2 separate regions of the Anser cygnoides genome follow, and region 2 is linked to region 1. A link is a contact called in public Hi-C data. All regions are on one chromosome and are shown on one strand. The core of a region is the stretch at or near the end of the contact, and the rest is flanking DNA. Distances in the headings are between cores, read along the strand shown.

The links. A called contact is a pair of places that touch in the nucleus more often than the background predicts.
Region 2: a contact with region 1 is called in a Hi-C map of liver, with 2.1 times the contacts expected there. The contact joins the promoter of SLC30A4 here to the promoter of COPS2 in region 1. A contact is called at or near these places in 2 of 7 Hi-C or Micro-C datasets (both in liver).

The regions. Positions count from the first base shown.
Region 1 is chr11:21,962,875-21,968,599 of Taihu_goose_T2T_genome, reverse strand. COPS2 (COP9 signalosome subunit 2) reads left to right here and starts at 3,252. Exons shown (of 13, transcript XM_048052327.2): 1 at 3,252-3,582. The coding sequence starts at 3,475. It overlaps GALK2 (galactokinase 2), which reads right to left and starts at 2,709. Exons shown (of 9, transcript XM_048052336.2): 1 at 2,517-2,709. The coding sequence starts at 2,569.
Region 2 is chr11:22,265,076-22,270,408 of Taihu_goose_T2T_genome, reverse strand. SLC30A4 (solute carrier family 30 member 4) reads left to right here and starts at 3,738. Exons shown (of 7, transcript XM_013177254.3): 1 at 3,738-4,510. The coding sequence starts at 4,117. BLOC1S6 (biogenesis of lysosomal organelles complex 1 subunit 6) reads right to left here and starts at 261. Exons shown (of 5, transcript XM_048052380.2): 1 at 105-261. The coding sequence starts at 174.

The DNA of each region.
Region 1 (5,725 bases), core at 2,003-4,502:
TTAGAAGGACTATATTTGCATAAAAGATGGGAAGCCTCTTGTCTAAAATGTGTTCTAAAGTAATTTTGGTTTAACTTTTTGAAGTACAACGGGTTTTCTCTCCTATATCAGGAGCTACATTAAGCTGCTTCTTCCTGCTCTTCACCTAACACATGACAGATAAGATTAAGATATCCTAATTGATAAGAATTTTGTTTTAAATACAAGTAGTCATAAACTAATTCAGGAGTCAGATGTCCAATGGTAAAGTATTGTTTGTACGTTCCCTTGAAAAGGATGAAAGGGACCCGCTTTTACTTAATTCCTCCACCTTGGCTGGCTCTAGCCAGAAGCAGAGAAGGCAGTTGCCTTGTGTAACAAAACTCCATGGCCTCCACCCACCTTTCCTATGCCACAGCTCTGTAAAACTGTTTGCAGGTAAGGAAGACGTGCAGCAGTGCAGATCAATGGCTTGTTTGTGGCACTGGGGTTTGTCACATAAACACACATGAAGGCACCCTCTTCAAAGTCAGATTTGATTACACCAGACCTGAACAAATTGATTTTCTTCTAAATTTTGACTTTTTCAAACTTCGTATGAGCCTTTGTATGAGCACCGTTTCTGTACGGTGAAGAGAACTAAAATTCCAAACCTTCGATTATCCCTGTGACTTATTTAGACAGTATTTACAGTTTTACTGCAACAGTTCCAAGAAAGTTCTTCAGATTTTCCATTTGGAGGTTCTAGACGTGTCACTGAAAATTCCAAAACAGAGGAAGATTTGGCATATTCTTTTGTTTCATAAGGCCGTAAAGATATTTAGCTTCCACACAGTGCTTGCAAACTTGGGATGCTTCAGCATGTCATGCTGGAACAGTGGGTAAACAGAGACTGAGAAGAAATTAAGCTGTTATCTTAGTGAAACATAAGTGATTTGATAGTGATTCACTTCAAAACTACCTTAAAGCGATTTAGCGTACACACTAACCCATTAACTTTCTTTAACGTAAGCAAGACACTAAAATGATAAACAAGAAGTAAGAAGAAAAGAAAAATTAAAACAAGTCTTATAATATCTCACCAGCATACCCTGGTGATTTTAAAACATGTACCAAATTATTAGTGTTGTTATTGTTGTTATTATTATTTGGTTTTTAGTCCACTAAGAAAAATCCAGGCTGCTAAGCCTTTTACATTCAGTCTAAAACTAAAACTGGAAGCCTAGTTAATGCAAAACTTAAGTAAGAAGACAGCAATGAGGAACAGATGTTACAAAATTTCACAGTCAATTATTTAGTTTGTACTTCTCTGTAAAAGCTGTGTTATTGTCCAACTATATATATTCAAATGTTTTGTAAGATTTCTCTAAATGGAAAGCTACAAAACATTATTTGTTGTGAATTTTTGTAACACATCTTTCTGTACATTTCTGCCTTGGAGCCCACTAACAAAGCTGTGTTGGGGCCCTCTTTAACTTGCTTACAATCTTCCCTAGTATTGACTAGTTTATCACTCTTCCAATTAGCAGAAGCAATTTCTGCCATTTCATTGTACAATCCCTTTCCTAGATCCCATTAATGATAATATTGTAGTCCATGGTGAAATAAATCTGTTAGCAGAGTTTTAGATGTTAACTTTAGCCCTTTTTCTGTCAGTATTTAGAATGCTTCTTTGTTTCACAGATAATTTCATAGTGGTGCTAGTACCAAGAGACTAAGTACAAACAGAGCAGTCATAGGGGCATGTTTATCGAAGTGCTGATTGATCTCTTAATGTGGGTTTTACAAACAAGACTGATGAAAGGCTATTTACACGCTTTGGCCTTTTTGTTTCAACACGCATGCTGCAATGTAAGCACCTACATCAGAGCTGATTGTCAGAAGTGTTAAGCAAACGCATCCCTCGCAACTTCTCACCTCCAAATCTAGAAAAGCTGAGCTTGTCCTTTCCACGTGACTTACACTGAAACAGTGCACTCTGCTGCGGGGATCACAAATTTAGAAAACGCCCCTTGCCAGTGCTAACACGGGTAAAAGGGCTCATTCAACTGTCCGCGTGTTCTACTGCCACACACCAGGTGCAGCACCGCGGGCAAGAGCACACGTCGTCCCAGCGAATCGCAAAGGCCATTCATTACAGCCCACAAGACGAGAGGATAACCGAATATCCCCAAAACTCTGCGAAGAGAAAACGTCGGGGGGAGAACTGAAGGCGCCATTCCTCCTCCCGCCGCACTGGGCGAGGGGCAGCAGGGCTGCGTCGGCTGCCTCGGGAGGGGACCGGGGGGCCGCGCCCTGCTTGCCGGCGGGGGACCGGGGCACACTGGGGCCACGGGGCCCCTGCTGTCGGAGCCGAGCCGAGCCGAGCCGGGTCAGGCCACGACGCCCACAGGCTACCCGTCCCTCACACGGCCGGCCCGCCCCCACCCCAGCCCCCCTGCTCACCACCCCCCCCCGCTGCCACGGCGGCTGCAGGGCGGTGGCTGGGTGCTGCCACCCTGGCACGTCCCCACTCACCCAGCCAGGCAGGCACCCACCTGGGCTGCTCCACCAACTGCACCGGGAGGCTGCTGGGGGCGTCCCCCGCCATGGCGGCTCCCCCCCGCCGGCCCCTGCTGGAGGCGGGCGGTGGCTTTGGCGGGCTCGCGGTCACGGGACGGGCAGGCACCAGCCTTCCGGGTGGCGGGGCTGCCGGCACGGCCTCCTCCTCCTCCTCCTCTTCCTCCCTGGCACGGCTCCGGCTCCGGTCCTGGTCCCGGTCCCGGCCCCTCCGTGCAGCCCCCAGGCCGGTGCCGCGGGGGGTCGGCGCCCCGCAGCCCTCCCGGCGGCGGGGCCGCTCAGCTCCTGGCCCAAGGCGGTCCGCAGGTGGCTGAAAAGCTGTTGCAACGCGTGCAGAAGGCGATCTTTTACTTCGTTCCTGTCGGAATTTAGCTGGCAACAAAGATCAAAAACAGCCCCCAGCGCGGTGCGGGGTGTTGAGGCCAGAGCTGCCCTCGGCACGGTGCACTGAGGCAGCGCGGTCATGCAATGGCAGGGCAATCAGCAGTGCTTCCCCCCGGCATTATTTTTCTCCTTTGGGTTTTCTGGCATGTGGGTTTGCTGCTTTCCCTCAAACAAGTAGCTTCACAGATCCCATTATCCCTCACGATTAATGGCAGCAGTGACTTTGAGGAGCTGGAGCTTTTCCAATGTGTTTACAAGCCCAGCTCATTGTTGTCCATTTTGCTGTTCAAGGCTGCTAATAATCACCTCAGGAAGTTTTAAATGCCTGGACTAAGAAAAATATAGTAATATTCCATTCTATGATTAATGCCTTTCTGAAGCAATTTCCCAGGGGCAGAATTGAAATAGAAGTAGCCACAGGAGAGGAAAAAAATGATCAAAAACTGTAACATAAAACGACCCGCAGAAAAGAATGGAGACAATAAATATTGCAAACTTGTCTAGGAGCTTGCAGGATCCACCAGCCTCGCAGTGTGGGAGGGCAACGCTTGCATGTCCAGCCTTTTTCCCCTCATTCACCTGAAGGCAGCAGCAATTACTTTGTTAAAGTCTTTAGAAAGCCAGCGACTCTGCACCTTGCGGGGCCCCTGCTTTTCACAGGTAAAAACCCTGTTAGGGCGGGTGGTTGGGTGATATTTGGATATGGTAATGGTAGCGCAAGGAAAGTGCTCAGAGGCACTGAACACGGCAGGACGACGTGCTAAGGCCTGTAGGGCTGCGGCAGCACAGCGGCCGGACTTTTCAAATTCCCCATCAGGGACACAAAGCGGCATGGCTCCCAGACCCGCTGTGCGGTACGGGTAGGAGGCGGCGCCGCAGGGGGGGGGCCGCGTTTGCTAAGGGCCGATCGCTGGGGGGGGGGGGCGGACGGGGACAGGAACCCGGCGGCGGTGCAGCGCCGATCGGGCTCCGGGCTCCCCGCGCGCGGGCGGCGGCGGGTTCCGGGGCCGCGCGCTTCCGTGCCGCGCGGTGTTGTGGGAGAAGGGGCCGGCCCCGGCGTCTCCTCCCTGAGCCGGCCCCCGCCGCCCATCCTGCGGCCAAGATGTCTGACATGGAGGATGATTTCATGTGCGACGACGAGGAGGACTACGACCTGGTAGGGCGCGGGGCTCCGCGGCGGCCTGCGGGGGGCGCGGCGCCGGCCACGTGGTGCCGCAGCCCTGGGCCGGGCCCCCCCGGGCCGCCGGGCGCCCTCCTCCGCCCCACGGCTGCCGGGGGCGGGCGCTGCGCTCGGAGCAGGCCCCGCCGGGCTCCCGCCGCCCCTCCCCAGACGAACGGGCCGGTTTCGGGCCCGGCCAGCTGCGGCCCCTGCTCGCTGCCCGCGGGGCACGGAGCTGCCAGCCCCCTGCGGGCCGCGGCGGCGAACGGAGGGAAAGTGCGGGGAGGGGAGCGGGGAGTGAGGGGACACGGCCCAGCAGCCCGGTCCTCGTGCTCAACTGCTGGGGCTTCGGGTGTTAGCGAGGTTTTTGCTCTTGTGGTACCTGCGTTGCAGGGTTCGGGGTTCCTGTGGCGTGTCTAGGTGTGTTTTCACATCAGGTTTTGCTCTGAGCTCTTGCAGGTAAAAATAAAGTGTAAGTGCTGCTTGCAATTAGCAGCAGACAGAGCAATTTGTCCAGGAAAATTGGAGAACATAATGAGATTGGATGTAACAAGTCTCTTTTTAATTATTAAAGCTAATTACGTTTTACAATTAGCAAAGCGATTTCAAGATGGGTTAATAAACGAAATAGTTGTCATCTGAAACAAAAAATCTTTGCTGTGCTCTCTGATCAGTTATAATCCCGTTGCCATAATCATATATTGGGGCTTGAGATTCTGTTGTTTTTGTTTTTCCGAACTTTGCATAAGTTCTTAGAACTGACACATTTCTTAAAACACTCCATATAGTTGAGGATTAAGAGTCTATTTCATCTTTTTCAGTTGAGCTTGTACTCACAGTGCTGCACTCTCACTGAAAACCCCAGCTGCTTGCTTATGGAAGGCTTGTCTTGTGATGAATTATTTGATGACCATTGTTACTTACAAGTTAACTTAAAAGACTTATTTGCTTTCATTTGAAATAGATTCTGGTCAGTTTTTTATTATGAACTGCCCAGAACGACTGGATGACACTGAACACAGAAAGAAAAGGAAAAAGTGGTTTTGTTTTTGAGTTTCAAGTTCAGATGAGAGTGCTTGGCTGAGAGGCGTTGTCATGTACCCGTGTCAGTATTCCAAAATCAGTCTTCACTTAACGCTCCCAATGATCTTCCACTTAACTCCCTGAATGAATCCACAGATTTTTATAAACGAGCTCCCTGAAGGAAATACCCTGAGACCATTAAACATATTTTGTGTCAGTTTATTCCAACGTCAATTTCCATCCATTTTTATTAACACTTAAATCCATGTACTGGTATAAAATACCATGGTTATTTTTCCATGTGATACAATCAAAGTAATACTAAACAGCAGAATTCATGTTGAATACGCATAATGTGAGAACTGGATGTGTAGAGAAATCATTGGAATTACATTTTTCAATATTTAAATGCATCTGTCACAAATAAATTTGAATAAGTCAGTGCAACTCTGTGCTCAAAATACATTCAGTCAACTTTCACCAAGAATAATTGCTGGTGTGATGCTTTTTCTTCTTCCTGTGTTAAGTGTTTACTCCATTATTGGAAAAACCTTCCTGAAACTTCTTGCTTAGGGCACTTTTCTGCCCATGACTGCAGCTAGCTCTCATGGAACATTTTTA
Region 2 (5,333 bases), core at 2,489-4,988, 300 kb before region 1:
CCTAAATCTCCGCCGCCTGCTCCTTCCCCGGACCACCCAGGGCCGGTTCCCGTGCCGGAGCTGCGGGTGGGTGAGCCCCCGGCCCTGCCGTCCCCCTCACGTACCCAGCGGCCGCTCGGGGCCGCCGTCGGCCACCACCTCCGCCTCCTCCCGAGTCCACCCAGCGCCGCTCATGGCTGCCGCACCATAGAGTCTCCACAGCTCCGCCCGGCTAGAAGGGCCGCCGCGCCAAGCCGCACCATAGAGTCTCCACTGCCGCGCTCGGCTAGAAGGGCCGCTGTGGAAGGGCCGGGCCTCAGAGCCCTGGGGCCGGGCCGGGCTAGGGTGAGTCGTGCCCTCAGAGAGCTGTGCCCTCAGTGAGGCGGCACAGCGCGCTGTAAGCGGCGTGCGTCTCGTCAAGGTCGTGTTCGTCTTTGTAGCGCGATGGCAACTGTGGCGCTGCCACCTGATTAAAAACACACCTGCTTTCCCTTCTTGTTCTTTCTGTCTCTTGTTCTGTTTTCACGTTAAGAAAGAAACATGGCCCGAAGACGGGCTGCACCCACAGGACACTGTCGTTGAGCCTGAACAGCCCTGAACCAGCTCAGGTTCAGCCTGAGCTAAGTTCAGCCTGCTTAGCAGTGCTACTTCCCAGGAGGGATTTCTAGGGAGAACAAGGGAGATCATCATCCCAAAACAGGCACACGTGAGGTGTGGGAGTTTCAGATTTGTGCTGCTGCTTTGCCTGTTCCAGGCCCTCCCACACCTCACAGAAATAGACTGACGATTGGAATTTAAAACTGGTATCTGTGTCTACAGCACTTAAAATGTAGCTAGTTATCAAACCAAATACTGCAAAACCAAGACTGATAGCAAGTGTCTCATTTTCCTGTGTAAAGTGATCTGTATTTCACTCAGCACTGGGAATTCTGTTACAAGTTTGGGGGCGGGAAGTAACTGCTTCCCAGGTTCGTTACCAAGTACATTATCCTGTGAAGGACTAAATGAAGATTTCTTCTAATAGATAACGATATTTGAAAAGGAAGTTAAGTGAAACCTATAATGAAGAACATAAATGGTTGGCTGAAAAGCATACTTACCTGCTGGTCTAAATATTTGGTTTCAAGGAGTTGGGGGGGGGGGGGGGGAAGTACTAATATTACCATTGTTATCCAAAAATAGGATACTGCACAACAACAACCCCCATGACCCATGGAACTGTATGTACGATAAAACAAATTTAGTTAAACAGAAGGAAAATCATGCTGAGGATATTTCTATATAATTAGGTTAATTGGTCTTTTAGTCCCTAGATAGCAGCTGAGCTACAGAAAGGAGACTACAAAGAACCTAAAAGCTGATTGCACTTCTATCCATCCAGGGGCAACGTTTGTGAATCTGTGTTTAATATCCTCATACGCTTCCTGTCTTTCTCTCTGTCCTCTTCCTGTCCTCTGTTGGATTCCTGCGCTTACTTGCTGCTCCTAATCCCACAGCAATGCAATGTTTATTTTCTATCTCCAGATGCTTGTCTAAAGTTTGTATACAACTTTCTAGCTTTCTTTTTGAGGTTTTAGCCTCCCAGCAAGATTGCAGACTCATATGCTAGCAAGCTGTTAAATTTTGGACTACTGACTATGCAAGTGCCACTGTACACTGTTATATGTCACTGTAACACCAAATAATCAAGGCTGCTTTTCAGCTGCATTGTAGCAACTGTGTTCAGAAACTTTTCATGCAACACTCACCTACACATTCTGGATTTTATTGCTGTAACTGATGTAAGCACACCTACATGGAAAGTAGTTCCCCCCCACAGAAATCTGAGTAAAGCTAGAATAAATTAGCTTGAGTTGTATAGCAAATAGTATGTTTGAAGCCATCAGCTTTGAAAGTGCTGTATGACTTCAGGGATGACAGCATGAAAAGGAAATACTTTGCATTAATAGGTTACTTCTTAAAAACTCTCTGTCCTGATTAAGTAAACATGACTACAGAGAGAGTACAGCCTTGACTGTCATAATAAATAAATGGAGTAAAACAGGGCATTACAAAAAGCTCTGTTCAACAGAATTTCATCTTGATAACACATGACTTGATTCTTGACATTTCCAAAAAATCTGGTCATAGTTATTCAGTGACAGGCAAACTGGCAAGCCCTGGTGCACTGCTGAGGGCAATAAGTCCCCCCAGCCAACTGTCCTTACTCAGCGCTAGATATTTCTGTCCCTGCAGGAGGGGCAGCAAAATGGAGCGTGAACCCACTCTTCAATCCCCCGGTACAACGCCACATTTTCAGACACAGTTTTATAAGCAGTGGGTTTCCCTCTCTTCCCTGGCTGGTCATTCATGCTTGTGTGCCCTCTCGCACTTGTGCTGGTTCAATTGGTGAAACACAGAGTGAGTCAAATGACTCAGAGAGGAGCACAAGAGCACTAAGAACAGTTGAACTGGAACATACCTGGGAGTGTTTTCTTAGGCAGCAATGCTGGCTTAACAGGGCCCCAGCTTCAACTGCTCATTCCAACTCCCACACTGCTCACTGCCCCCTCAGTTGACATATGGAAGTCTATGCAAATTGTGATCATGGAAACAGTTTCAGCTACACATACAAAAATATCTCACCCTCCTCACATAGTATTTTTTAATTTTGGCCCATTTCAGGAACCCAATTCATTTTGTGGCCCCAAAGCCTTCATGCTGATAACCCTGCTAGGGAATTATGAACTGCGTGAAAGGTGCAGGGGATGGCACCTCTTCATCCACCTGAGGAAGAGTGACATGAGATTACATGCTCAGGAAAATGAACCCACTGTAATATAACAAAGCATGGTAGTGTTTATTTTTGGAGAACGTCACTGCAGAGAACAACAATGCTAAGCCTCCACCCAAGGCCCATTTACCATACTCGTGTCCCCTCCAGCAGGGTCTGTTCCAAGCAGGCGCTTGCCCCAAGCTCTGCAGAGCCGCCTGAGCGCTCCAATGTGTGCCAGAATCTGCTCTCAGCCCTTGCGCAGAAAGGGAGTGCCTTTCTCCAAAATCTAGCAGTTTTACACAACTCTCTGATCTAGGCAACTTCCATCAACCAGGTCAAAAACAGGATATGCACTTACCCCTTGGGCATATGAAATGTTTATCACTTAGGAACCTAACAGTAACAAAATTTAGCCATGGGTACAAACTGGCCCCAAGTATTGTAGGCTGGCAATTAGAAGAAAATGTATAGCTATCAGACCAGTGAGGAGGGGGAGTAACGTTTTGACAGAATTACTAGAGGCAGTCTCATTACTTTTAAGTTAGAACATGGCTATGGAAGGAATCACATGGCTACTGGGCCTTTGAGGTTTGTTTCTTCTGACATCCTTGAAGGAATGTTAAGACAGGCACATACGGCTTCCTAGAACACAGTGCCACCCTCACAGGAACTATAGGAACTATTGGAAATGGTGCAAAGAACTGTGCCTTTTGTGGGGAAGGGGAAGGGGAGGGATCGGGAAAGGGGAAGGGAAGAGAGAAAAAGCTGCACAATGCAAATTTGTGACTTCAAGATTTGAAGCCAGGGACAGAAGGGTCATCCAGCCTACGTGAAAATCGCTGCTTATGTACCAACAGACCACGCTGTGACTTCATGGCTTCTTAAACCAGAACTCTTCCCTCACGCGGCTCGCCGGACACTGCGGGCCTGCCCCCTCGACGGGGCTCGAACCCGGAGTCCGTGTGCGAGCGTGCGGGCGGCGCAGGCGCGGCGGGGACTGGCAGCGCCCGGCCCGGCCCCTCAGCGGCCGCCCTGCCCCGCGCCGCCGGAGCGCGCCGGGATTAGGGCTGCGGCTGGGTCTGGGGCTGGAAGTGGGGTTGAGGTGCGGCTATGCCCGGAGCGCGGCGCCGGTCGGTGTGACTGACCGACCGACCGACCGCCTGCCTGCCGCGCATGGCGGCGGCGCTGCTCCCCCTGCGCCGGCAGGGAGGCGGCCCCGCGCCCGGCGCCGCCCGCCCGGCCGCTCCGTGAGCTGGGGAGCGCGGCGGGGAGCCGGGGGCGTCCCGGCCGGCCTCGGTGGGGCCCGGGGCGCGAGGCGGGGGCCATGCCCTGACGGGACGGCCCGGGGGGAGCTCCACGGACGGCCCCCGGGCTCCGCCGCTATGGCGGGGGCTGGCCTGTGGACGAGCCTCAAGTCTGCGCTTTGGAGGAGCGGGGACCCGTCGTTGTTCCTTAATGATTCCAGTGCCTTCGACTTCTCGGACGAGGCGGCCGACGACGACTTCCCCAGGTTTAACAAGCTGCGGGTGGTGGTGGCGGACGACCCGTCGGATGCGGCCCCCGAGCCGCCGGGGAACGGGGTGCACCTGGGCCTGCAGCCCGACGAGGACTCGCTGCCGGAGCGGGGCAGCGCTCTGTGGGGCGCCGGGGGCATGGCGCCGGGCCCCTGCGGCGGCTGCAGCGCCCGGAGGGAGCTCTGCAAGCAGAGGAAGGTGAAGAAGCGGCTGACCCTCGCCGCTGTCCTCTACCTGCTCTTCATGACGGGGGAGCTCGTAGGTGAGTCGCTGGCCTGTGTCGTCTCTCTCCTTCTGGCCTGGCTCGATGCTCTGGCATCAGCCTTTAATTATTTACCCAGAGAAGCCATCTGTCTGCTGGTTGTGTGGAGAGATCAGTGCCCTTAGCAGTAAGGCCAGAGAGTGAGAAGGAGCGAAGTCCACCTGTATTTTTCGTGCAAGAAAAGCAAGGGGTATTTCAACTTTAGTTCCCTGAATCTCATCAGTTCCCCAGACTGGCAGAAAGCAGGCTTTTTGTTGTCTGTCTAGTGGCTTTGTATTTTTGCCTGCTCTGTAAGCTTCTAAGGTGTAGCGAGGGAGAAACTGCATGGTGTTGTACAAACAGAAATAAAAGATGAATAATTTCATCCTCAGTATTTTCTAATTCTGCCACAAAATCTTGCTGTTTGCAACGGGAAGAGGGAAATATAGTTCCGAAGGGTGACACTGACCTTGTACCAAAACTCTAATATCTGGGGGGTGCTTATCCTTAGCTATCAGATATGGCAATGCATTCTAGTTTTTTACATCCAAAAAGACAAATCCTGCGCAACAGTGCAGTCCAGAAACCACTCTCTTGACAACTTCCTGAAGTCCTGCTGTGCTCTGAACTAGCACATACTCCATCCAGACACAAACCGCATGATCAAAGTAAATGAAAATAATAGGTATTTTAACACTTCCTATTAGAACAGTTCAGAATACCAAGTAGTTCGATTGAGTTAAAGTATTTGTGGTTTCTATTTGTTGGTACTCAGAAGAAAGCTGTTTTTTTTTAACCTGGAAATTTGTTCCTATATGAGCATTCAACTGTTGTTGGTTAGCAG